Linked DNA regions of Sus scrofa: region 1 is linked to region 2. The links are chromatin contacts, called in public Hi-C maps. All regions are on one chromosome and are shown on one strand. The core of a region is the stretch at or near the end of the contact, and the rest is flanking DNA. Distances in the headings are between cores, read along the strand shown. Region 1 overlaps LOC100524475 (transducin-like enhancer protein 1). Region 2 has its middle 29 kb from the start of TRNAV-UAC.

The links. Hi-C and Micro-C count contacts between places; a contact is called where the count stands out from the background.
Region 1: a contact with region 2 is called in a Hi-C map of skeletal muscle, with 4 times the contacts expected there. The contact joins two enhancer-like sites. A contact is called at or near these places in 2 of 47 Hi-C or Micro-C datasets (embryonic fibroblasts and skeletal muscle).

What each region holds. Positions count from the first base shown.
Region 1 is chr1:234,349,777-234,355,743 of Sscrofa11.1, forward strand. The region is part of intron 4 of LOC100524475 (transducin-like enhancer protein 1); the gene reads right to left. Among named protein-coding and RNA genes, the nearest start is that of SPATA31D1, 18 kb to the right of the region's middle. Within about 2 kb of position 3,190, at least 8 of the 83 cell types and tissues checked have an H3K27ac peak or open chromatin away from gene starts, as enhancers often do. A contact at or near this core is called in skeletal muscle, where this site is marked.
Region 2 is chr1:234,066,034-234,072,269 of Sscrofa11.1, forward strand. No RefSeq gene overlaps it. Among named protein-coding and RNA genes, the nearest start is that of TRNAV-UAC, 29 kb to the right of the region's middle. Within about 2 kb of position 2,503, at least 20 of the 83 cell types and tissues checked have an H3K27ac peak or open chromatin away from gene starts, as enhancers often do. A contact at or near this core is called in skeletal muscle, where this site is marked.

The DNA of each region.
Region 1 (5,967 bases), core at 1,940-4,439, 280 kb after region 2:
CTCTTGAATGCATTCATTTTTAATAGCAGGCTTGAGTGTGGGGCCCATCAAAGAATGACAAAGCAACTCTATTCACTGGTTCCCCTTCCTGCAATGAAGGCCTTCTGATTTATTTGCAAATGACAAGCTTGGCAGGCCCCACTTGAGAACTGCCCTCCCCCGCTTTTTTTTAAAGAATTCAGTTGCATTTTCCAAGATGAAGTTGAGTCTGCAACACTGTGTATTTGTGTAAATTCTTCCCCCTTCAGTTCCTTCTAATTAATGACTTAAATGTTTTGACCCAACTGTTGCCAAGCAGAGCATTTGGGCTTTAATTTGTCATTTTGGTAAAGATGCATCCTTGACAAAAGCTTTGCAGCTGTCTCAGTGCCTAAACAGCACATTTCCATTATTCAGAAACCCTTGTTATGGAGTTCAGAAAGTGCTGTTCACAGGAAATCATCTCGGCTTGTCCCATGATGGAAAAAGACAGCATTTTGTAGCATCAAAGGAAAATGCACTCTGGTGCGCCCCAAGAAGGGTTTCAGGACGAACACCCGCAGGGTGAATCACAGAACACTACCACGAAGTCAACGCCTATTGCCCTGGGAATGGAAAGAGAGCCAGCCTACACCTTTCACCCTCTTCACAGGTCTTAGTCATTAGGAAGCTCACGAGAGAAATTAGATAATACCATACAATAGCAGGATCGGTGGGAGGAAGAGCTGGCTACATCACTATGGCATGAAGGCTAAAATTGCAATTCTGAAAATAATACATGCCTGTGAAGTCAAAGACTGCACAGGAATATGCAAAAATCAAGTTGCCTCTGAAAACCCAGTTTATGAGTATGGTCTTTACTCAAAATGTGGAATGGGAGTTCCTGTCGTGGCACAGTGGTTAATGAATCCGACTAGGAACCATGAGGGTTCGATACCTGCCCTTGCTCAATGCCGGTTAAGGATCCGGCGTTGCTGTGAGCTGTGGTATAGGTCGCAGACGCAGCTCGGATCCCGCGTTGCTGTGGCTCTGGCTTAGGCTGGCAACTACAGCTCCGATTAGACCCCTAGCCTGGGAACCTCCATGTGCTGCGGGAGTGGCCCAAGAAATGGCAAAAAGACAAAAAAAAAAAAAGAACAAAAAACGTGGAATGTCATCTTCCTTGCAGTAACACTTAAACCCTTTCTTTTTCATCATCGCAACCGGTTAGGCCTGTGTGGTAATCTGCTTTTGGATGGTACTGACTCCCAGTGGTCTACATTCCATGACCCTGTATTCCATCAGGACAAGGCAAACGTCCAGTGCACACAACTATGACACACCATTTATCATCAGCTTTAGCATTTCTCATCATTCCCCTGCCTACATCTTGTGTGGATGGAGATCACCGGATAGCAGTTTGGGTATGAATGTGTCCTTAACAGATTGGATCTTTAGCCAATCTAGACAGTGGAAAGGAAATGTTGACCATGGGACAGTGGTTCCCTGATTTTAAAGCATGCTACAGCTGATGACCCCCACACATGCATGACGGCTGCCACTGTTCTTCTAAGCAACTTCTTAGGGAAAGCAGTACTCCATCAAGAGGCCGGTGCCATCAAAGCCATGTGACATACCAGCAGAATGGCCTCAAGTTAGAAAGATATGTGTGTGTGTGTGTGTGTGTGTGAGAGCGCGTGTACTATGTGAGCTCCAAACTCAGCCATAGTTGGAAAGCCCCATCTCTGGGCCTTCCTCCTCACAGGCCAAGATGCTAGAGAGGTAGTCCTTTGGGAAGGAAGACAAAGTTCCTGGCATTCACAGTTGAAACCTGGGATTCTTTTCAATCAACATCATGTGCCAAGAAAGCTGCGAAGCTCCAGAATGCAATTTACTCCCAGAGCGGCCAGAAGATGAATGTGAAGGGAGGAGGCTCTCCTGTAAGCTGGAGTTCAGACTCGGCCTCAGGAACAGTGAACCCAGCAAGTGCCAGCAGGGCATCAAAGACTGGGAGACACTGGGATAGAAAAAAAACTTGTGTGCAGTGAGGTCAAAAGTCAAGAAAAGAGTTTTTAATCTCAAAAGCACCTTAGATCATGATTTAAATGAAATCTGGGAGGCTGGTGAAAATTTACAAAGCATGCCTCTTTGGAAAAGTTTTTAAGTATTTACAAGATGGTAAGTGCAAGGATCCTAGACTTCACTAGTGCATTAAAGAGTCACAGAATATTAGCTCAGCTATGCAGGTGGAGGCAAACAGAAATATCGTTTTAAATACAAATTATTTCTTAAACACACACACACACCTGATCATCACATCACAATACAATACACAGAGAAATCTGAGCAAGAGGAAAATAATCACCATTTCTCCAAGATAACAATCAAGCTATTTTCAGGGAAAAAGTGTGCTTTGTTAGGATAATTTATTCAAGGGTACATGGATTGACCACAAATATATATAACCTAAAGTATTTAAAGAAAAGTCCCCTATGCCCAGTCATATCAACTTGTTATTTTATTTTTTTTTATGGCCACATAAGCAGCATATGGGGAAGTTCCTAGGCCAGGGACTAAATCGGAGTCATAGCTAAGATCTACACTAGATCCTTTAACCCACTGTGCCAGGCTGGGAAATGAACTCACACCTCCTGAGCCGCTGCAGTTGGATTGTTAACCCACTGCACCACAGTGGCAACTCCTCAACTTGTAGTTTAGAAAAGATACGTTACAGTGTGCTATCTAAGATATACTGGGGAAGCGTTAAACAAGAAGGGATAAAGACACTAGGTCATGGAAGTGAGAATCGTTTATAAACCAGGGGCCACCACAAGTTACCACTCCTATCATTCACCAGTTATTACAAGTGGACAAATCAATTTATGTGCTTGTGTGTGTTTTTAGAAAGCATCCTAGATATTCTTCCATTAATTATGTGGGTTCAGGACATGTCAATTCTTGTTTCCCAGAGCACAAGCAACCAAATTTAACCCACGTATTGTGTTACACTGGTCTGCATTCGCATGGTTCCCACAGGGCTGGGCTGGCTCAATAAAGCCAGGCTCCTTCTGGAAGAACAGAATAGACTTCCTGCCATTTGGACTGTGAAACACAGTAATCCACCAGGGAATAAAGGTCAATGTTGCACTTTTGGTCATTACTGAATCATTTGAGATGATCTGCGGTGAGGATGAGAGGAAAATCGAAGGCTGTGAGAACGCTGCAAATGGCTTGACCTCAGACCAATTTCCATCTCCATCTGTCTAATAGACATGTGGATAAAAAGCCTCCCTCCTTCTGGGCTACTCGGCTGTTTTCAAATCCGAGGCACAAGCCAGGAACCAGTTAAACAATACATTAATAAGGGGAAATAACCTTCTAAGCCCCAGTCTGACACTTATTCAGGTTTTAGGTCATCAGCTCAAGTTTGGAAAGCAATTTTCCAGTCTGCAAGCAGTACTGCAAAGTAGAAATTTTAACGAATATGGAGAATCATCTGCAGTGCAGGGGCATGTGCCAAAAATCTCCTTATTTGTACATGCAAATATATGCATGCTTACACCTCCACTCCCCACCAAAAGATATCCACACAATTTCTATTACGTCTGCTAACACACACACAAAGGGGAACAGCCATTACAAAAACTGCGTGCTGCTGAAACAAGTCTCTTTTTTTCCAAGTGTCCAATTAATGCTGCTTAATCATGATTAAGGCATTTCAATCCTTAAAAACAAAATATTCCTAGGAAGCCAGAGCCTAATCCTCATTTAGGTTATGGAACAAATGTTAATATCTTGACTTTATACTAATACTCCCCTTTACCGGTTAGGACAAGCTCCTTTTTGAAGGTAATGCTGTGCCCTATATAAGTTTAGGCCCCCACAGTATATCAATGTCAAACAACATCGTGTCAAGCTAAGATTCAATTCAGGTAAGTGCCACTGCCAAATTTTCTTGTTCCCAGACGGGCTTTAAGATTATTTTATTGCTTAAAATTTAATTTGTTCCAACTCGTGTCTCCATGACAACGTTGGCTAACCCTGCAAATCATTTGGGTAATTGGATATCTTATCTTTCTATTGCTCTCAAATCGAATGATTCTGCTAGAATTGTAACAGCCAATCAAATTTACAGTCCTCCTGAGTAATAGACTTGGAAAAGTAGCCACATTCATCTCCTCTTTACAGCCATATTAGCCAAGATGCAACACACAGTAGAATCTGGTCTTCAAACTATACTCCAAATTGTAAGTGGTGTCAATACCAATACTCTCACAGTGCAAAGTCTACTCAAAAAGCCCCCTCCCTTTCATACTATTTTAATATGTGAAGCAACAATTGTTACTCATTCCATATAAACCTTGAGCAATTTCATTACTTTGAGGGAAACTGACAAGAGTAATTCCACATGCTAATCAGAAAAAAATAATAATAAAATAAAAATCACAGCTTTTGGGGGGTATTTGACCTTGTGACTTTGACCTTTAGGTATTTAACATGACCACACCAATGGCTACACAAGATGACGACGACATACCAACACCTGTTTGCAGCTCTTTAAGATGGGTAAACCACATCTGATTCATTGTAAGAAATAAGAATGAATACATATTTCACAACCAGTTCAAAAATCACTATTCCCTTGAAGAAATGCACAGCTAAAATGTGACATCCCCTTATATTTCACTTAATTCATGAATATCACAGCATCCAGCGTAGTCAATTATGGAATACAGAGTTCTTAAAAGATTCACAAGTCAGCAGTTCCACTCTTGAGTTAGTGGTATGATTTTGGCCTTTGGTCAGCTAAAAAGTACAGAAGTTGGACACATTTCAGGAGTCCACTTCCAACCTTCTCAGTAGCTGTGCAAGGAGATTTGGCTCCTTGGGAGCTCAGGGCCCAGGCACTGTAAGAGAGCCAGCCGGCTTACAAATGGAAAAGGCTCCAGAACCCTGGCCAACTGGCAGGCAGAGGGAGTTGTCAGGAACCTCGTGCTTCGCCTACAGACACTCAGAAGACTTCAGGACCACTTCCCAAGCTAAACACAAAGAGGCAGCAACGTGGAGCTTCTCTGCACACTGATGTCAGCAGGTGGCAGAGCTTCTAAGCAACTGTGGGAGCAGGTACTGGCACCATTTGTCAGAGCTGTGCCCTCTTTCATCCCAAATACTTACAGAAAAGTTGCTACTGCATCGTGCTTGGCAATGAGTCAACTGCCTAAACCCTGTACATCCAATCCCAAAGGGCTCTGCTTTCTTCCCTCCTGTAAGGTTTTTTTTTTTCCCCTGTTTCCTCAACTATTAGCACATAAGCAGCAGCTGTGAATCGAGAGGCCACAGAAATCTCAAGCCCATGGAGCACACAGAGAATACTGCAACCCAACTATCCAAACTTTGCCCCCACTTCACAAGTTTTCATAGCCAAAGAAACCTGTATGTATGCACAGGTCATCAAGGTGTGCGATTGTTTTTTCTTACCAAACACAGCAAAAACAGCTTTTTTGTTTTTCCCCCCTAAGGATAACAAAAATCTCTCTTCAAATTCAAAGTTAGATTTGCCACATTACATTAAAAAGAAAAAAATTGGAAACACATCTCCTATCCTTTATTCTGCCAAAACTCGGAATAAAAGGAACCAAATCCTCTTTGTTGGTCTTTGTTGTTCATCCATCCTCTTAAACAAAAAAACTCAACCCAAGGCTATTCTCACTGGTGGTTGTATTAACTACTTAAGGCTGTTGCCTTCCAAGGGCACATTTTCCTGTTTGGCTTAAATAAGGCATCTTAATTCCTCTAGATTCCTTAGACAACAGAGGCTGCCAATAGGGGCTTAAAAAAAGAAAAAAAAAAAAAAGTTTCCTTTTGAGCTGAAATAAATGCTTCTGATCTTAGAAGGAAACAAATTTAAAAACCCTGTCATTGAGAGGAAATAGTGAAAAGTGAACAGTTCAGACGCAGGAAGGAAGGAAACTGGGCTTGGAAAAACAAGATGGAAACATGGCCTAGAAT
Region 2 (6,236 bases), core at 1,253-3,752:
GCCAGAACAACTGCAAACAAGCCTGCCTCAAGGGCCAGGGCTCTGTGCCCTGAACTCATTCTCACCTACCCAGGAGACAATCACTGTCTTTAAGGTTTGTGGGTTCCCACTTATTTGAGATGTACAAGGTGAATAGTGAAACCCTGATGCTAAAATTTCCCCCAATTATGCCTACGCCCGGCCTTGTCGAGGAACCCTGGGATCTCAGTACCTTCCCAGCTAGTGTATTTTTAAATGCAGGCTTGTTTTTTCTAGGTCATTGAGGCTAGGCCCCTGAGACCAGAGCTCCCCTCCTACAGAAGCCCTGAGTCACTGCGGGTGCTCCCTGAATAATGAGTAATCAACACCATGGTAAGTTACTTGGAACAAGGAGGAGCTGTTTGATGAGTACTACCCCCTTCTTTCAGAAAAGGAGAAAAACTCATATATTCTTTGCACTATATTATTCTCAGTTCTTTGCACTATATTATTCTCACAAGTCTCAGCACTTTTATCTAGAAATTTGAGCAGATGCATTGATTTAATCAACCAGTAGGAGGCAAAATATGTCACCTGAAATACTTTTCCCCCATTCATGTAAATGATAAAAGGATTCAAAACACAAGCACATAGGGAGCTCCCATGTGTGCAGCAGAAATAAATCTGACTAGTATCCATGAGGATGAGGGTTCAATCCCTGGCTTCGATCAGTGGGATCAGTGACTTGCATTGCCATGAGCTGCGTGTAGGTCAAAGATGCAGCTCAGATCCAGCATTGCCATGGTTGTGGCATAGGCCAGCAGCTGCAGCTCCACTTCAACCCTAGCCTGGGAATTTCTATGTGTTTTGGGTATAGCACTAAAAGCAAAAAAAAAAAAAAAAAAAAAGTACACAGAGAAACAATAAACACTTAGTCCAGTTCTTGATTTTTTTTTTTCCCTATAGGGTAAACAGACAGTCACCCAGAAATTCTAATGGCAAAACCCACTTCCCCAGTCCTGGATCTTTCTACCATGTAAACCCCATGGCAAGAGTGAGTAACACCATAGCACGGTTTGCTGGACCATCTCAGATAATGTATGTTGTCCCAGTGTAGTTACCAACAGCACCTCTGTTACTCTCAAAAGTGTCCCAGAGAAGCCAATAAATGTCACGGGCATATCACCTAAGGACTGTGTCCACCAGGCTTCTAACTAAGAGAGAAAAAGCCAAAGTGGGAAGTCACAAGTGTTTAGAGCATTAGCCCGGGACTAAGTGTTCAGAAAAACCCAAGAGCCAAGCCTTGTATTGCTGTGCAAGCTCCTCAGATTTCAGAGATATCCACAATCTAAAATAGGGAACCATTACTGATCCAGTTTATGGCCCCTGGGCAGCCATCATGGGAGCCCATCAGCTGGCCGCTCCCCCTTCTCTCCTTCTCACTGCACCTACCATTCCCATGAAACCCAAACCTTTCCAAATGAGTTTGGCTCTTGTTTTAGTTTTAGTACTACCTCCCTGAGGCCTCTCACTTTGGCAAGATTCTATAGGTTGTCGTGTTTCAGGAGTGTAATGATAAGAATCATGGCGGGGGTGGGAGGAGCAGAGAAAGAGGAGGAGGTGGGGGAGGGGCAGGGGAAGAAAAGCAAGGGGAGGAGGAGCAGGAAGAGGAGGAGGAGGAGGAAGTATTGTTAACAGCAGGACCGCTGGGACCATCAGCATGGAATGATTCAGTTTAAGCAACAAAGGCTGTTTGTTTCCTGAGCTCTCAACTGAGCAGCATTGGCTGCAACGGAAGAAAGGGATCTCTAGGGAAAGGCGGAGGCGGGGTGTTCAGCTGCCTCCCTTCACCACAGGCTGTCATCAGAGCTGGGTCAGTCCCCTCCAGAAGGAGGCCCTGAGGAGACCTGTGAGGTTGCAGGTGTCTGGGTGATTCCACCCGGGGTCACTCTCTTCCTCTGACCTCTCCCTGGAGACGCACCTCCTGGAGATCCCCACTTCTCTCCTGGAACATGAAATAAGGTTCAGGCCACCTGGATATTAGGAATCCAGCAGTGACTTGCAGCAGGTGAGAAAGTAGTAAGAAGAGCTGGGTTTTTAATACAGGCCCCAGCTCCCCCTCCTTTCCCAGGTGAAGCCCAGCCATGGTCCTCTCTCTGCACCTTCCTGAAAATGAACAGAGCTCAGCTGAGAAAGGAGTTAGTTTCTCCACTGGCCGGCTTGTGAGATGGGGGACAATACAAACAGAGCCCTCTCACCACGTCTCTGGGTGCCCAATGGCAGCTCTCATTAGTTTATGAAAGGGAGGCTCCGTATTTGATTGTAAAGAAGTCTGATTTCTTCAGAAAGAAGTAATGTCTTCCTAGAAAGAAGACGCATTACTACTCAGCCACGGGAAGCCTAGAGTACTAATTGTTTGTTCCTTGAGGTGTTTGAAGGAACAGTATACCCTGGTCACCGGAGAGCTTTCCTAGCAATTCAGTTCCCAAAGTCAGCACATCTCAATTTACGAAATAGTCTCTAGAACCGGAGGTTGGAAAATGATCATGTGGTGCTGGCCTCTCCCACACACACCAACAGCCACAAGGAAAAGTACATGACAAACACCATGTGCAGGCCCAGAGGGGAAGATGATGTCTTGTCGATGTGAACAGGCAGATTCTCCCTAAAGAAGCGCAGACTCGAGGTGACAGGTTGACCTGCCTTACACTTGAGAAATCTAAGACAAGCAACCTCTCTCAGAGCCAGAGGAAGCAGAGAACTTTCACTTCCCTTCGCTCTCCCTGCCACCTCCTCTCACTCAGTTTGAGATCAAGTACGTTCAATCCCAAAACTGAGCGTGACACTGCAGCACGGACTTTCAGAACCCCTCCCCCCAGCTTTCCGGCTGGCAGAACAGATCCTGAGCTGCCCTCTCTGGAGCACCATTCGTTACTGCACTGAACAGGCTGGGACTGCTTTCAAAAGGCAGCTGGGCCGGGGACCATGTTTCACTTCTTGACACATTAATTGGGTATGAGTCAGAGCCATAATGAAGACAAGTTTTGGTGTCTCCTGTAACTATCGTGGGAAATGCACACGCACTAGGCCCAAAAGCCACAGAGGGAGGGAGAGCCGACAGATCTGCTTTGTTTATGGGCCACACGGCCACAGATAAATGTCAGTGTCATGGATCCTCTGTGGACAGACCGACAGTTTTTTCTCCTGCTCCAAGAAGCCCTGAGATGTCACCATCTCTCACCCAGAGAGACTCATTATAACAGGAGGAAGTGGGAGGAAGCAGAAGTAAATCAAAACAAGCTGCAGAAGGAAGCTGAAAGGAGAGATATTTTGAGAGTCCATAATGGTAAATGGGAGGCAAGAGCTGGTCGTGCCGGCAAACCAGGCCATTGCACATTGAGGCTGAGACCTGCTCCCCATGTGAAGCAGTCTCAACAGTCTGCATCAAGGAGCATGACTCGAAGGTTTGCTTCAAAATAAATGACCTAGATTATCAATGTCAAAGAGGGCCATTATGCATGCATTCCTGAATTGGCCAGTTAGGCGGTGCATAAAACATGAAGGCTCCTACGTGCATTGCCACAACAATTTGAAAGACCAATTACATTTATAGGATTGTTGGTCTCTCTAGTACTCCAGCACCCTATCAGAACTTGACTTTGGTCTCCCTGCTACTGGGCTATACATGTGCAGGTCCAGCTGCTATCTCGCTGGAATTGTAAATCCCCTGGTCTGCTGTATTGTTTACAACTAGCAGGAGGCTCCAAGGGGTTCTCTGCGAGGATGCATTGACCTCATCTAGGGAAGTCACAAGGCATGCCATCTACAGGGTTTCCCCTAAGTTTCTGCTCCAGACCAAGTCCATAAATCCAGCAATGTATGAATCAAACTATACAAAGGCACAATGTCAGATAAAGACTAACTTTCTGAAAAAGGATTTTGGAGCCTCTTCCAGACCAAGACAAGAGGCTGGCCCAGGACTGGTCATCTACCTCAGTCCTGGGGTTGTGAGAAGCTGAGAGCTGGGGTGAGGCAGGTGAGGCAGGGAGGGAAGAAGAGTTTGTGTCTTTGAAGACACATAACTTGCAGTTCATTCTGAGTGTTCTGGAGTCGGATTGCCCGGTTCCAGTCCAGCTCCATTCTTTGGTCCTTTGGCAACTGAGCCCTGTCTCCTTTTCCTCTTTTATAAATGGAGACAATGAAAGTGCTTTTAACTTGTCAGAGTTAAAAAAGGTGACACAGGCAATATGCATAGAATGATTCGGGCATGAGGTAATTGCTCAGTATGTGTTAGCTCTTCTTAGGCACTGATCACATGGACTTGGTGTCTCCAAGAAACCAGAAGGTACAGGTTCTGCCCTAAATGGACTGGAATGTTAACCCAGATAGCCAGGTGACCTGAAAATGCAGTGGCACCAAGACTGACTGTTGCCTCCATCTTCTCACTCAAGACCAAGATAATAAGCTTTCTTACTGGAACTTTCCAAAGACAACAATAGCAGATGAGCACACTGAGCAGCCCCACATTCTGCTGCCAACCTTGGCATCAGACAGTGTGCGTGGGACTGGAACTGGGCTCTGAACCATGGTGATTCTGCTAAGTACCAATTAGGCCCTTCCTCAATTTTAGCAAGCACAGACTGCACAATTCAAATGCATTATCAGGCGACAAAAAGCTAAGGATTTCCTATTAACCTCAGTTGCTTATTAAACCTCCCGTCTTGAGTGCTTGCAATCTACCCTAATAACATGGTTATTTATTCCTCAGCTGTGTGCCCTTATTCATTAACTGGCATCTATTCCACATAAAGCTACCATCCTGGGAATTTCCAGGATGAAGCTGAGTCCCCAAGATTACTCACACAAGGAAAACTCTTCTGTGAAATTAGTGGGTGGTCCCCACCCCACCTTACCCCAGGTGAGTTGGGACTTGGAAGCTGTTGTCACCAAATGTCATGTTCAAGTGCTAATGGTGTTTTCATCTAACTTGGTCTGAATTGTGAATATTTCTGGGCTCATTACTCTTCAAGACAACCCAGCATTTTACACTGAGATTAACACTCTTTGACACAGCACACAGTGCCAGAGTGTAACATTACAAGGGGAAAATTACTTGAAAGTGAAGGAGACCAAAAGGCATAATTACCCAAGGCAACTGTTTTGTTCATTCAGTGATTACAGTGGTTTTAAAGCCTTATAATTTATCATAGCTCAGAACAATTTAAATCTCAGTTGTGCTCCTTTGAGAAACCGAGACACCTCCCTTTCCTTATTCCTTCTGACAGGCTATTCTTTTAATATCATCTTAGTTCTAAGATGGCATAGACTGTATCTTCCCTATCACACACAGAAAAGAGGAAAGCTGACAGCAACTGACTCATACCTTTACATTAGGCTGCGGTGCCCAAATAACCGAAGAATCCAACAGTTCCAAATGGGTGTAATTTCTTTCAGGTTCAAGTATCAGTTTGCTTGTTTTGCTGCTGCTAATCACCTCTTAAACAAACAATTGCTTTATCTATGTACTGTGCCTCATTTCACTTTCAAATTATGTGTGTGTTTTGCTCCTAACAGCTTATTATGATCTATAATTAACAATTTTGCTGAAAGCAGAGCTGTGTATTGAAGAGAGCCCACATGCTATCTGAAAAGTACTTGAAATGAGAGGCCTTTGTTTTCCCCAAATTTGGCAAACAGAAGGTACCTCCCTTCCCTGCTGTGCACTGTCTTCTCCAAAGGTCCAGAAGTGTACAGGCAGGAAATTAAAGGAAAGATTTCAAACTCTGGCAAATCTGTATGTTGCTAACTTCACATCTAAATAAACCAGGGGTTCTCAAATTTGGCCTTGGTTTAGAATCACCTCAGGATCTCTTACAGGAATGCTCAGACCTGACTCAGACCCAATTAAGTCAGAATCTCTGGGGTGGACCCAAGCCTGAGTACTTGTTAAAGTTCCCAAGTGATTATCAAGTTAAGGCTGAGCACTACTATGATAAACTATCTAGTCTGCTTTGCAGGATCCCATAGGAAAAAAAGGTAACTACTGATGCATATTAAATGGTTAAAAGTTGGATTTACTAGATGGCACTGAAACTTAGGTTATTTGCCAGGTACCTGCAACATCTCCAATTTAAGTAATTTGCACAAGATTCTTTTGACCTACCTTCAGCTTACTCAAACTTACCAAACAAGCATCAAAGAGTTGTTTCAAAATCTCACCCTTGGAAGCAAATCTTTGAGATAATGGAATGGAAAATCATTTGGGAACAGATTTCCTG